2 separate regions of the Anas platyrhynchos genome follow, and region 2 is linked to region 1. A link is a contact called in public Hi-C data. All regions are on one chromosome and are shown on one strand. Each heading gives the region's core, a stretch centred on a gene start, on an enhancer-like site or on the middle of the called end of the contact. The rest is flanking DNA. Distances are from core to core; before and after follow the strand shown.

Region 1 (7,553 bases), core at 2,174-4,673:
GCTCTTGGGTATGTTTTCTTCCCTATTCCTTTTGTCAAGATCACATCGCACAGGGCACCAGGCTGTGGGTTTAGGAGATAAAAGCCCTGGTGCCTAGGACACCTCTGAAGGGCACTACAGGGACATCAGGCAGCCTCCAAAAACATTCCTTAATTCGTGGCAATGATGCTGAGAAGCTGGGAAGTGTTCCTCGTGCCTTTACAGGTGGATGCCCATCGGCAGGGACACCCAAGGCTCTGGTGCTTGTGAAACAAGTGGTGTGCCCGTGGAGTTGCAGGGCTGGAAGGGTGGCCTGTGGGTGGTGTGAAAGAGGGATGAGCCATGCCCCAGGCACCTTCCCAGAGGTCCTGGGCGAGGGCTTAATCTTGGCAGCTTTGTGCAGCATCATCCAGATTGGAAACTTGGCCACGCTTCCCAGTGACACCCAGATCTCAGCTCCTGACAAATACTGGCAGGGGCACAACCATGCCTGTGAATCCTCCTGACCCAGGCTGATGTATGGGAGCTCCAAGGATGCCAGGAAGACTCCCACCTACTGCATCCCATGTAGCTGTGAACCTGGTGCACCAGTCTGTCACCAGTTACGCACAGATCTGGCAGGGGGAGGCAAGCAACCTCCCGGCCAGCTGCAGCGCTTCTTCCTGACAAGCACCATGGAAAAAAAGGCTCAGCCTGCTCCAGGCACCTCTCTAAATACCTTCTTTGCCTCCCCTCGCAGCATATTTTCTCAAAAGCCAATGCTTCCTGAAGGAATGGGAGTGGGTACCACCACCACCACACCGCTCCTAAGGTCTCTGGGAGGTGCTGAGCTAATCCCATCAGAGCCACTTGAGAAACCCCAATATTGATTAACTTTGATGTCCTAGGTGGGCTAGGGCAGAGGCTGAGGAGCTGCAACCCCAGGGAGAGGTGCAGGTAGTTGGGGAGAAGGGGCAGCTGCTGTGAGTTAAAGCCCTCGTGCCTGGATCAGGAGCTCCTTGGGGCAGGGTGGTCTCACGCATCCCTTCTGCAGTACCCACAGGAGATAACTCCCCAGGTTGAGTTGTTATCACACAGCAAAGGCAAATGAAATCCTGGACCGTGGTGGCTCTGTTAATATTAATGCTGCCAATGTTACCGCTAAAAGCACCAGTGCCACTGCCTGTGCCTCCACACACACCCACAGCAGGCTTCTGAAACCAAGAAGCGTCAGATTTTAGTGTAAATTTTGAGGTGTTAAGCCTTGCAATACACCCTGCTTTCAAATCTTTCCTAGCAACCATCAGGATCACAGATTTTCGAAAGGGAAGGTGAGAATTCACAAAAACCCAGGAACGGGGGCAAAACCCCCGGGGACGGCATGACTCACACGGGAGCCCTGGCAGCATGGCGCAGCTCTGCCTCCCATCCTGGTGCGACAAGAGCAGCCCCACAGGCTCAGAGAGCCCAAAGTGATCTCTGCAAGGCACTCACCTCCTTGCACCAGACTTCACGGCTTCAACCACAAATACTCGCTGCAACATGGGAATTGCAGCACTCACCTGTGGTGCAATCAAGGCAGTTTTCAAGCCATGGTCCTGCTCCATCGCAGGGGCACACTGAGGCACAGATCAGTTTGGAGCTGACTTTAAACTGTCTTTGAAAGGTGAAGATTCATCCCGAGTAATAAATGTTGTTTTGAGGAGGGCAGAGGATGTCTCATGAAGCCAATTCCCAGTCAGGTCCAAATCAAAACATTCAAGTTTTAACAAATGGATGGAGAAGTGGCTGTTCCCTGTCTCCCCTGGCTGGATGCCGAGGAGCTGGGTACCAGACTCCCAGATCTAGGTGGTGCATACATTCCCTGCTTCTCATAGCTTTCCTGAAGTTACCAGCCATGCCACAACCAGGTGTTACAAGCCCAGAGGGATCCAACGTGGTAATTCACCTGGCCTTTTGTTCACAGAAGTCTGCGAACCGTGCATGTGAGAGCTCACCCACTTTGGGATACTTTTTACCACTGGGCTGGGAACAAGGAAGCCCGAAGAGTCTCCCAGCTCCTCAGTTCTCATCCTTCCAAGCACCCAGGAAACTATATTAGAAATAATGAGATGATCTTATGAGTGACCTCAAACACTTCACTGTTGAAAATCAGATAATCCTTTGCTGGCTGTCCCACCTGTTTCCCAAAATACATCCCCCATATGCTTGCACATCTGGGGAGCAACCTTCAGCAGCAGCCACATGGATCCCATTTCCCTCGCCCTGATGTCGGCGGAATGGCAATAGGTTGGAAGCAGTAAGGCGAAGGAACGTGAGAGCTCTTGATCTGAGCAGCAAAAAGTAAATCTTGGACAGCTCTGGGGTTGACCTCACTGTAAGCTGGATGCTTAAAAAGCACTGAGATGGATGAGGGCAAATTTCCAGCTCAACTTGTCAAAACTAGGCGGCACAACTAACCCAGCTGCATGCAGAAAGTATTGAGGTGGTGGCTTTTGTTATTTCAACCCATATTGGTTATTTTTTGTCCCACTTCTCTATTATGTGCCTCAACCCCATCAAAGTCTGCTGATTCTTCTTTGTTATTTCATAGAACAAATTCACAGTTTTTGGACCAAATGATCATGTGGAGGAAAGGGCAGGGTCTCAGAGGGACTTTGCTATATCAGAAGACTCTTAGAAACCACTGCTTGAGCTAATTTCCCCAAAACTACCTTGCTATCTCTTTGAAGAGGTGAGCCAGCAGGATATTTCTTACAGTGTTTCCTTAAATGTATGCTTTTTATCTCTTTTTTCTTTCTTATTCTTCTTTTTTTTTTTTTCCCTGTTGGGTATTCCAGCATCAGCCCCCGTGGAGGATGAGAACTGCCACAATTCTCTCACATATCATTATGTCACGCTAAGAGCCCGGACCGTAACTGTAAGTCCTCTGCTGGGAATTGCCTCAAATCCTGCTTTCTGCAGAAGTGATGCAGAGGGCAGCAAGGATGCCCAGTGTTAAATGTAGGCGACGGGAGGCTCCCATGTGAGAACAGACTGAACGGATTTGGGTTCTTCCTCTGAAGTGAAAGATTTCTGTGAGAATATGGTATTAGAGCTTGTAAAATCATGAATAGGGAGGGAAAGATGTATATTAAACAATTATACCCAGGACCACTGAGAAAATTTGCAATTAAGCACATTTTAGACGTAAAACAAAATGTTTTCCCAAGTGCATGGAATTCACCTGTGGAACTCATTGCTGTGCGATGGCCAAATGTTTCAGCAGAAATTCAGATCTTTAGGGGGGGTATATCAATTAACATCTACTGATCTCCATCCTCGTGAGTCCTAAACCGCTGGCAACAGCAAAGGAGGGCTTTGGGGACAGCCTGAGGACAGGACGTGGTGGCCTCTGCCAGCTTCACCGCTGCCCCGGCGAGGCACGGCGTGCTAGCTGCAGCTCACTGTGTACTTTTGCGAGGATCCCTGGAGCAGCAGAAGTTGGTACTAAAGTTCAGCTGTAACAGGAGCTTTGTTTAGCGGTGCTGGGACCAGAAGGTCAGCAGCAGCTGCTCTGCCAGGGTTTAACGCTTTGTTCACCTCCGCGCGCTCGCCCGTGCAGAGTTTCCTGTTCCCTGGGCAGTGCAAGGAAGAACCTTCTGTTATTTTGTTAGCCCCTATTATTCATCAACTTTTAACGCCGAAAAGCCGAGCCGCGTGCGGCTCCGTTGTGCTGTAAGACAGCAGCCAGCAGCAGTTCCTCGCTGCTTTTTCCCAAGCAACCAGGAAATTTCGCAGCTTGTATTTTTGCAAAGTGCTGTTCAAATGATGGCAGCTCTTGAGAGCCACGGGGATGCACCACTGTCAGGATATTTAAATCAGGGCAAACTTCAAGTGCCAGAATAAAGGCTCACATTGCAGGAGATAAGTGTAGCAATGCAGAGCACTCAGCTGCTATTTTGCAGCCTAGATCCCACCTAATTATTTTTTTCTTTTTGAGCAACTGCAGGGCTGAGGAGTCCGTGTGTTAACCTGGCAGAAGCCGGGGAGAGTTCAGAGGTGACTATAAATGAGCAGACAGCCCTCTAGGAGGCCATTTTGTGAAGTGTCTTGAGCACATGATGGACAGCAAGGTCTTCCCTGACTTCCAGCCCCGATTCAGGGCATGATCCTGGCTGCAGATGCCAGCCGGGTGGGCACGAGTCCCTTTTCCAGCCCTGAGGACGTGTGGTACAGGAGCACCGCTTGTGTCTATGCCACTGATGTCATCTATGGCACAGATGTCTTGTCCTTCAAAACAGACGTGCGATCATGTCCCTGTGACAACTCCCACACTGTGCCTGGGCATCACCTGGGAAATGCCAGCACATTCGTACTGTGCTCACTGCCTAATAATACAGACACCCTCGTGCTGCTGGGGGGGACCTTCATATTTCAGCACTGAGTTGAGGTGGTGCATGTACCCTCTGGCTGCTCTCAAACCCAAATTTCTCCTCCCAGCCTGGTAACACACGTGTTTCCAGCAGCTCCTGAGAGGCCAACCCAGCCCTGCTCCAACACACGTGCCAAAGCCTCTGTAGCTCTGATCCCCCCTGGCAGAGACATCCCCAAGTGTGGCAGCACGCCACGTCCTGTGCGTACAGCCAAGGCATCTTGGAGGAGATAAAACTACAGCAAACCCCAGCGGCTCCCCAAGCTTTTACCCACCCTGCCAGGCCACCACCACGTGTCTCCCCCCGCTGAGCTGCCCTCCAGGTCAGCCCGTCTCATATCACAGCTCTCCAGCAGCCCCTGCCTGATGGCTCAGCAACAGCCCCAGGAGCTGCAGTCCTAAATTATACTGCTTTGTTATGGTTATAGTCTTTTATTCTCCAGGCTCTTTGCTGAACAGCCGTGACACTTTGACCAGAAACCTCAAAGGACTCCAGCTACTTAGAATCTGCCTCTCCTCTTCACTGGGGTTTGCTGGTGTGAGACTTCCCTGGGGATTTACTGTTTATTCTTCCCACAGCGCCTTATCAAGCTGGATCAGCATGTTCAGATGAGAGCATTGTAATGTTGGCTATGTCACATCCAGGGTTCCTCAAATCCCAGCTCGGCACTACTCACTACCATCTCCTGTGTCAGGTCTTGGACCTCCGTGCTATTTTGTAAAGTGCTGGAGGACTCTTTGTGCCGTTTCATAATTGGATCATAGCAATCTTTGGCAGAGTTGACCCTTTACTTTGAAGGTGATGGCTGATGATATCCCACAGGAGCTTGTGGATTATGGGCCATGCTTACCTGGTATCATGCAAAGGCTCCTTCTGCAGATCACCACTCCTCCTACTTATAATTGCATGAGAGAAAAGCCTTTCCTGTGCATGGATGTTTTGGCAGCTTTATTTCTGTCTAGATTCCTATCAAGAAAATTTATCAGACCAGCCTTCCCCACAATCAATATATCAGAAGAAAGCGGTTCAGTAGAGCTGGATAACAGGGGAACAGCAACCTGCCAACCTAGAGATGCTCAAGTAATGTGACACAGCCATGGGCATGTGGTCCATACTTGCCTGTACCACAGCAAGTCTCCATCTGCATACAACCAAACGGAAGGAAAAAGCCTTTTACAGCTGGGTAGTAGCTGCTCATCTTGCTGAGGCCACAAAGGGGGAAGCTGGATCACACGATGAATGGCAAAGGTGCCTCCTTCACCAGCTCCACCACAAGCAGCTGTGGCCACAGGAGTTAAAGCCCCCATGGCTCTGATGCTTTACAATATGCCAGACCAAATTACCTGCCGAGGCGAATGGAGCTTGGCTCCACAGAATCACGCTGGGAGCCAGTCCTGATGTATCATCCACGGAGGGCAGCGGGAGAAGGCAGATATTCTTATCTGATCTGAACCAGATTGCACATCTCTGGCAATCCCTGTGGTAATGTATAATCTTGGGCCAAGCCAGGAAACCCGATCCTGTGCTGAGGCCTCCAGCTGTTACTGCACACTATCATAAAAACCTGCTTCATGCACCTGCTTGTATAATCCACTTCCACAGGGGAAACAGCCTTCCTGGCCATCCCCAGAGATCAGTTTTGCCCTGACAAATGAACCTTGCAAGACCTTGTAGTTTTAGCTAATATAGTTAGCATTGGTTTCCTTCTCCTGTAGGTTTGTTAGCATTCTTCCTGCACTGAAAGTATGATCTTTGAGCCTTTGAAGTGTCTTCTCCTTCACTGTTCAGTGGCTGGTGAATCCATGGAGAGACGCAATCCACAAGAAGATGCAGACATGCCTTTCTGCATGGGCACTCAAGGTGACCAAGAAAGTCTTGTAACACTCTGAGCTGGAATAGGAATACAGCCAGGACTGAACACAAGGACCTTTTCCTCTCTCTACTGATTCTCTAGGAACAGACAAGGAGAAACAGCCATCATCTGAAAAAGCAAGAAAACTTCAGGAACACTAGTTACCCAGACCCAAGTGAGAGTCCCTGCGTGGGCTGTAATGACCATGAACACCGCACAGTTCTTCTTAGTGACCGTCCTCATCAGGACAAAATCCGAGCCCCTCTCATCAGGGCAAGCCACAGCAGACTCAAGACCAGAGGCAGATTTCTATCATTCTCTCACCTTTTAATTCTTCCTTTTCCCCCAAATCCATGTGAACATTTCCATTACACACCAGCATAAAAGGGAGTCTGGTACTGTAATTTCCTGTGGAGAGGAAGCTGTAAGTCAATTACCAGCTATCTTTAAGCCAGGAAAAAGACTGAATTCAAGATGAGAGACACCAATAAAGTCCTATAGGGACAGACTCCACAAATGAAAGAATGAACATTTTTGCACAGTTTCTTTTGAAACCACAGAAGAGCAGCGCTGGGCAGGAACAGAGCTTTCTCTGTGATTCACTGGAGGGTTCCAAAACTCCAGAGGAGACATAACCCTCCTCTAATAAATGACAAAGGACCAGCTCCCTGCTCTTTTCACTGGCTGCAGCAAAGTCAAAGCAGATGCGGTGACCCACAGCGAGCGAGGACTTGAGCTCGCTGCAGCAGCCCAGCACGTGGCCAAGGGTCTGGCTGCTCCACATCCCAGCCCTTTCCAAGAGCTGTAGGAAGGCTGTTCCCCAGCAGAGCTTTCAGCTGGTCCGTCTGCTGCAGGTTCTTCTTCTGCCCCCCGCAGTGGGCTGTATTAAGTAAAATATCGGACATCTGCTGTCTGTGGTTGGTTTTCTTTCATCCCCTCCCCAGGCCGAGACCGGCCTGGCAGGAAGTGCAGCTCCCTTGCATTGTTTTGCACCTCCCTCAGGCTAAAAGGTGGGGAGAAGGCCCCCAAGTCACACTCAGCAGCTCCTTTTAGCAACAAATTGTAAATATTTGGGACAAAAGCCTTCTGGATCCACTCAAACGGGGCCTTTGCTAGTGCAGACAAAGACACACACAGCGGCAAGTGTTTCACTTAGCGCTGCGTCCTGGCCCTTTCCGAACCCTCCAGTTACTTACAGGGTTGTGTTTTGACCTGGCACCAAACAAAGTCAATCTATGGACTTTCCCACTGCAGTGAGTGAGTTGGATCAGGCCCAAAATCCCACAGTATCCAAATGTGTGACAAGCGTTATTAACACCTTGTTAGTA
Region 2 (7,553 bases), core at 2,255-4,754, 100 kb after region 1:
TCAACCCTAGCCCTTTAAGGGATAATTTCTCTCTTGGTTATAACCCATAACTGAGATCAGATCTCAGCTCTGCCAAGGGTGAGACAAATAAGATTAGCAATGGTACCCTCAGCGCATCTCCCTCAACGTGAGTGACAGAGCTGCTGTCAAGACGGTCTCTTGAACTTCCCCTTGAGACAGTTTAGTTCTGAATATCCCAAAGCTGGTCAATCTTCAGTATAAAAAGCCATCTATCTAGCAGGGTCTTGGAGAAAGCTGAAACAATGAGAAGGAAGGTGGTTTCTTCTGCAGAGGTCTCATTCACCACCAGTGTTATGTTAGGGCAGCTAGTGGCTTGATAAACCCTTTTAAGTTAGGTTAAAGCTAAATAAATAAAAAAGAATTTGATTTTCTGGAAAGCTTGACTCCAACAAGCCATTTATTATTAGCAAAGTGCAATAACACACCACTTTTAATCTGTATCACACCCCTGCAGATCCCCCTCCAGTGGGGAGACCGGGTGCTCGGGGCACATCTGCATAGATCATAGGATGAGAGGGCTTACACTAGATCTAGTGGCACTGCACTGAACTAAGCTGTTGGTCCTACAGCCTGACCTCTCTACAGGAGTTTTCACATCTCTCACCCTTTAAAATTACCTTTATAGTCTGGTTTGATATTTTTCTGAGGGTAGGGGAAGACTGTCAATAAAATGGAAAAACACAATCAGGCTAAAAAGGGATTCATTTACCTTCTCCTGCCTTCCCTGCAGGTACCAGAGCATCCTGGACTGTGAAAGCAAAATGTCGAAGAAAGAATATCCCAAGGTGAGAGCCAAAGACTCAGACAAGGTGGGACAGAGCAGGCCCTGACAACAAAATAGTCTGTTTTTTAGCAATTAGAGACAAAAATTTTCCCAGTATCTGGTGCTGTTCTGAGGACAGCAGGTCAGATCTGATTCCCTTTTAGTATGTACAGATGGACTGAAACATATAAGATGCTCCAGGATGGGATGAAATCTTCCCATATAACATTCAGATTCCTTTGGAGTGAATAAATCGTAGTGGAAGAGACTAATGGAAAACCATCAAGAGGTATAGGACCTGGCAGAAGATTTAAAACCGGTTAGAAAATGAGAGAAGGATCTTGAAACAAAGGTGCACAAAGCTATTAAGGCACCCAGACATCCACATTGGGCTGACAGATATGACACTGGGATATCTCTGCCCTCCTGAACCAGAAGATGGATGCTTTGGTGTGTCTCAAATCTGTGTGTCTCAAATGACTCACTCAAAGCATTTACTAAAGAAAGCTGTCTACCCTAGTGTGAAGAAATCACTTTCTTGGCTCTTTTGACTATAAAAATATAATAAAGATAAAAATAAATAAAACAAAAAATATATATATAAATATTTACAGGACAGGATCTTTCTTAAAAAGAAACTCAAGGTTTCCTATGAGATGATAGAGAGGGAGACTTCCTGTCTGAGGAACCAGTGACCATATTTTTGCTACCCCAAGGCTTTCTTGCATTACCATGGACAAATTAGGAGGACACACTGGAAATAGGCAAGGCAGAAACTTCTCCCACACTTCAGAAAGGGCTAGAATGTGTTTAGGTCATGTCCCTGACATTCACTTCAGGGAATATAGAGAAGAAAGTAAGGGATTATTTCACCCCAAAAAGTTAAAAGGTCAACAGGTATGATGCTTGGATTGAAAGAGTAGGAAATTAAAATTCCAGTTGATCTGATATTGAAGTTATGTATGAGCCTGTTTTGTTGTATGTTTGTTTTTTTTAGCTCATGGAAAGAAGATATCTATCACAGACTAATGGCAATCCAATGGGGAAAAAGTATGGTTTATCCCAAAGCCATCGTGGTGATGTGTCCTGGAGCAAGTCCACGGAGGATCTTCCCATCCATAAGATCAGTGCCACAACACGGAACCTCCAAGGACTCCCGACCCCCTTTGACACCCATAGAGCCAATCCACAGAGTAACACTTTACCTTTTGCTCCACTCAAGACACCACCTCACAACAGGATTTTGAAGAAGAGAGAAGCTGATACCAGGATCCTGACAACAATCCAACCCCTGAGCAGGGAGACCAAACCCCATAGAGAGCCATCCTTCCCTTCCTCTCTTCAGAGCATGCAGAGGATGCAATGGAGCCCCACCACCATCACATGGAAGAAGTCTGCCTCAAAGGTTAGTAGGTGTTCTGCTCTTCTTTGAAAGCTCCTCTGAAATTTATTTTCTTTGGGTGTCCGGAGTCATGCTTAGGAGTGGTTGGGCTTCATGGTGGTTGTTCCTCATCCACTGGGCATGGGGGCTGCCCTGTGGAAGGGCAACCATGCCTAGGGATGGGGGACCAGGTTTACAGGGGAACCATATTGTGCTATCAGAGCTACCACCAGGATAGAGCTTGCTCTAAAATGTGGTGGGGGTGAGCAACAAATCCACCACAGAAAATCCTTTAGCACATCACCGCCCTATGGTATGGATGCCACTTTCTCTATTTTTAAGGTTTGGTAGACTCGCCAAGAGATCCCCAACACATGCTGGATCTCCCTTGAGACAGGTTCTGCAATGCCAGCTTTGGGTGATTTCATGCTATCAGGGACACCAGTCACACATTCAACAAACTATTTATTGCCATGATCCCTTCCCTGGAAGGGAAGAGTTAAAAATGTACAGCCTAGATGGGAGAGCAGCAACAGTGGCTTCAAAAATCAGGATAGGTAAGAGAAAACATTACTTGGCTCTGTAAACTGAGGGAGGCCTTGCCCAAAGAACTGAGAAGGACTGTTCCTGGGGACAACAAACCAAGACCAAGGCTGGATGAGGTCTACAGCAAAGAAGTCCGACCCCACACGATACAAGGATGCAATATTATGACCACCCCAGCATCTGGAAAGCCTTTGATGGAGTTGCTTTCCCCACGCTGGGGCCTTGTGCAGCTCCTCTCCTCTGTTTAAGAGAATTTACCTGTTTGTCACCCCCCCACAGGAAGGCAAGATCTCCCGTGACAGACAGGTGATCATCTCCTCAGTGCCGGATGCAGCCAGTGACTCAGCCACAGGCAGAAGCTGTGAGTTGGATTTATTTTTGCTTACCAATCGTCATTGCTACTCTACTGTTGCAGCCGGGAAGGGGCAACTTGGTCCTGTACCCCTTCCAGCCCCGAAGGGGCCCGTTGCACAGAGCTGGCACACCCCGATGCAGCTGGGATCTGGGCCAGCGATGTGTCCACGGAGCCATCCTGACTCCCTGTGCTCTTATCCCAGCATTTAAAAATAGCTGGGACTAAACACCAGGGCAGAATTACGTCCGTGTTTAGATTGGGGTGAGTCATATCTGCCTGCACCTCAGCCTTGAGGAAAGGAAGAGGGAGAGGTTCCTTTGTACCTAAGGAGTCTTGGCTGGGCTCCTTTTTGGACTTGGCAGCAGTGATGTATCAGACAGAGTCATCTTTGGCTGAGGACAGGCTATGTAAGTGATCCCTAATGCTATGATATCATCGGGACTATAGCAGGTCAGGGATATTTCAAGGCAGGAGGCATCTGTGAACGGGGAGAGATCCAAGCTGAAGCTTTGTCTGGGAAAGGGTTGAATTTTACCAAAAGTATGTCATCAGGAAGGTTTCAGAGGTTTGGGACTCAAAAGTGCGTCTCTCTTGCAATCCCATAACAACTGGATTTGAGACCAGGGAACCATCCTGTCTGCTCTGGGTCTGGAGCAGGAATCTGTGGACCCCATATCCCAGCTGCCGAGGGTTTGTTCTCTTTCTTTTCCTTGTCTTTCTTCTCTTCCACATGAGAGACAAAAAAAAAAAAAAGATGATGTGCTTCCAGGATTTGAGACACTGTATTTAATTACCCAACTGCCTGGGAAAACAAGTCTCTTACATGAGCACACAGACAAAAGAAGGAGCTGAAGTTTCCACAGCATCGCTGGAATATTTTTTTAATATCAAAGCATGTGAAGTCACCATGCTATCCTGCTAAATGTGATCACAGCATTTATTAGCTGCAGTGTGCCTTTTACAGCATGAGGAACATCTTTTCTTCTGGTTGGTGGATGGTGACTCATGGTCTATCTTAGAGCCTTACACCAGCCTCCAGCCCTTGGCTCAGAGCCTTGCAACAGCAAAGACTTCGTGTCGTCTTGGGCACTACTTCTGTGGTAGGGCTAGGGCTTGTTTGGGGTGGGATCCTTTTGGAGAGGTAATTGCAGCCAGGAAGAGAGCTGGGAATATGATAGCTACCTCTGATGTAGGCACTGGATTGGCTCAGAGATGGGACTCTAGCTCAGAGACAGGAGATGTAACGATTCCTAAAGAAGCCCAGGAACCAGCTGTCCCGTACCTCTTCTGGGACAAGACTTGTCCATGACTATACATGTGCTGTTCTTGGTCATTTCCACAGAAGGACACATCAGTGCTCCACATGCACCAGCAGGTTTTCTGCAGGAGGCTGCTCACCATCACCCAGGGACTGCCCCACAGCTCTTTTTTTTAGGGTTGAGGAGCGGACACCTGGCCAACGCAGCGACCTGGGATGGGGAATGCAGTGTGTTTAAAGGCTTGAAGCCACACGGTGCTCTAAGGATATACAGAGCACAGGTCTGGGCCACCACGAAATGGTGGACACCAGCTTGGCAGTGCTCAGGAAAGCTCTGCTGACTGGCATTTGGCTTATCAGCAAGCTCATGCCCATGAAACAGTTCAGAGCTGAATAATTACACATAAAACCAAAATACCAGTAAGTCCTTTGAGACCATGCTTTGTTACCTCTGAGATGCTAAGGGAGTCCTGAGCATTTCGCAAAGGGCAAAGCTGGCTACATCCATTAGGAAAGCCCATTCCCAGGCACATAAACCAGCTGGGCTTCATCCCCAGCCACACTCATGGCATCAAAAGATCTGGAGGAAGCTGTCACTGAGGACATCACCAAGTCACTGATTAACAGGGTCCAAAAGGCTATAGTTAGCAGTAATGAGATTAAATTGAGCTGTGAAAGGCTTACATGATCTAACAAAATACTTCCTAAGATGGAAGACTGTAAATCAAGGAGCCGTTTTCCCGAAGGGAAATAGTTGAAAGCTTGAGTCTTTTAATATTAAAAAGGAGAAGGCACCAGCTAATTTGCTGCAGGTATAGTCTCTTGAGTGGTCCAGCTTTAAAAATTTACAACCTGCAGATGAATATTGGCAACCAGAGAGAGGAAAATCGCAGCCAAGAAAGAAAAGAGAGGGGCTCGTGTGTGGGCATGCCGCTCCCCCAGCTCACACACATACTTATGCTCGTGCATGTATGCATTGATATAGCTCCGTTATTCAAGGCTTTCAGCTGAAGGGCACGCGAGGAGGATGTTATCTCGGTGTCATACAAAGATGAAACAGGAGTCTGACGTGACTGCAAATTACAGAGCATTGAGATTGCCTCCAAAAGTGCCTTTAATTCCCTTCCCCTTTCTATTCTGCAGTCATTTCAGTCTGTACCCACGGGGAATTTTCAAAGCCCAGCAAGGAGGTGAGGCAAAGGGGAGCACAGAGGCGGTGGGCTGCCCCATCCTACAAGCTGGTTTTGGCTGCAAAGCTTGCTTACCAGACAGCAGCGTCCCCTGTCCACCACAGCACCCACACCTTCTGCAAGAGAGTGCGCTGCCATCTAGTGACAAACTTCCATCCCCCTTTGGTCCCAAATCTGGTCTCTGAAGGGACACTGCTGCACGGTGACTGCCAGACACCATGTCCCTGGTGGGCTCTCACCCTTGGTCCCTCCAGAACCTGGGGTCTGCAGCCAGCACCCTCTGTTCGCAGCAAACCAAGCAGCAGGCAGGCTTGGGAAGTCACTGCTAGAACCAGAAAACCTGAAACCATGGGGGGGCAAATGCTGATTTAAGATAAAAAACTCTGCGTGTGTTATGGGTTCAAGACAACTCTGGCACGTGCAGTGGTACAGCCTCCTGCATCCAAAATAATCCTTAAAAGCTCATTTCCCTTTCACCAGCTGCTTTCTATGAGCATGACAAAAGGGGATTGAATGACAGGGCTCCCACAAGTGGCCAATCTGTCCAACTTTAAGAGTTTTGTGCATCTCCAATACAGCCAGGGAGGAAGCTTGGGATGTTCAAGTGTGGGATGCATCTGGACCCCCAGTTCCCAGGAGGAAGGGGTAGAAGTGGGTGCTCTCCTTCCCCGCCCCCCTCTCCCAGCCCCTATGGCAGCTGACTGGGGGTGCTGGGACCACAGGCATATTTTGGAGCTGTGATGGAAAGGTGCAGATGTTCCTGGGTGGTTGCAGAGTACAGGAGCACCAGCTCCATCTCATCACACGTGAGCTGTCAGTGCTTATACCTGGCCTTGCTCTGCCTCAATCTGCCCTTTCCTCCTGCCTTTACACCCCTCCACCCACACAAAATAACTAAGCCCTGATCAACCGTGCATTCTGCCCCCTGCCTGATGCTGTGCTAGCTGACACCTCTGCCATCCAGTTCGTGCTACCTGCTGTGTGTGACAGCCCCAGCCATCCCCAAATGATGTCTCCTGTTTTCCTGCCCTGCATCACAGGGTACACTCAGCATCGGTCACATCAGTCTGCACCTCCTCATCTGCTCAGCACCACCTTGCTCACATGCTGCATGTCACATCCCTTCATGCAGCAGTAACAAGTGTGGCTGTATTTTTTTTTTTGCCCCCCTCCCATTCTCTCCTCCTTATATGGCTAAATTTCATACAAATTTATTTCTTTGCTATGATCCTCATTTATTAAAGGAAGCTAAATAGAAAATGGACACTATTTTAGAGAGAGGCATGGTGGTCTTCCTAGACACCAGCGTTAACAGAGAGCAGGGAACTGCTAACTTGCAGTCTTGCAGGATGTTTAAGTATCTGAACTATGGTAGGGAGGAGCAGGGTCCATTCAGGATCCTCAGTGAAAGCTGGTCGTCCAGAGCTGGATGTGATGTGCTGTGCCATGACATGACATGACGATGTGATGTGATGCTGGTGGGGAAACCTCCTCATTGTGTGTTGACCTAAAGCCTGGATGGTGTATAGCATCCTCTCCATGGACTGATATTTGCAGACCCATAGGGGAATGAGAGGGGCAAGGGCCCCTCCAAACATGTCTGTAAAACACCTGTGAAGGCGTTCAGAGGTAGGGAATCCAAAAAAACTCACATGAGAAAATTGTTACTGGAAAGTTGCTTGGCCTTTTGGAGCAAAGAGCATGGAGACTCTTTGGGACCAGGGATACGCTCCACCAACTCAGCAGAGTTCCTGCTGAGATCTTACTGTGATCAGAGAAATGGGGGCATCACTGTGCTATGTGCTGTACAAGCACACCACAGAGAGGCAGAAAGAGCTTAGAGGAGCACCCCCACTCCTTGTTTCTGTTTTTGCACTGGGGGTCAGGAAAGCTAAACCTGCTTCTGTGCAGGCAAATTAAACATATGATTTTTGCCCCTACAGTGCCTGGCCCAGCTCAGCTCACATCCGTGCAACTCTCTCCCCCGTCACTGCAGTCCTATGGAGTCTGGCATTGGGTGTGTGGGGCTGTGGGTGTCT

Evidence for each region. Hi-C and Micro-C count contacts between places; a contact is called where the count stands out from the background.
Region 2: a Hi-C map of skeletal muscle shows a contact between it and region 1, with 5 times the contacts expected there. The contact joins two enhancer-like sites. A contact is called at or near these places in 2 of 8 Hi-C or Micro-C datasets (liver and skeletal muscle).

Annotation. Positions count from the first base shown.
Region 1 is chr2:154,262,873-154,270,425 of IASCAAS_PekinDuck_T2T, forward strand. No RefSeq gene overlaps it. Among named protein-coding and RNA genes, the nearest start is that of XIRP1, 96 kb to the right of the region's middle. Within about 2 kb of position 3,424, at least 4 of the 8 cell types and tissues checked have an H3K27ac peak or open chromatin away from gene starts, as enhancers often do.
Region 2 is chr2:154,364,392-154,371,944 of IASCAAS_PekinDuck_T2T, forward strand. XIRP1 (xin actin binding repeat containing 1) reads left to right here. Exons shown (of 8, transcript XM_038173952.2): 3 at 752-806; 4 at 1,782-2,189; 5 at 2,991-3,072. Among named protein-coding and RNA genes, the nearest start is that of XIRP1, 5.9 kb to the left of the region's middle. Within about 2 kb of position 3,505, at least 2 of the 8 cell types and tissues checked have an H3K27ac peak or open chromatin away from gene starts, as enhancers often do.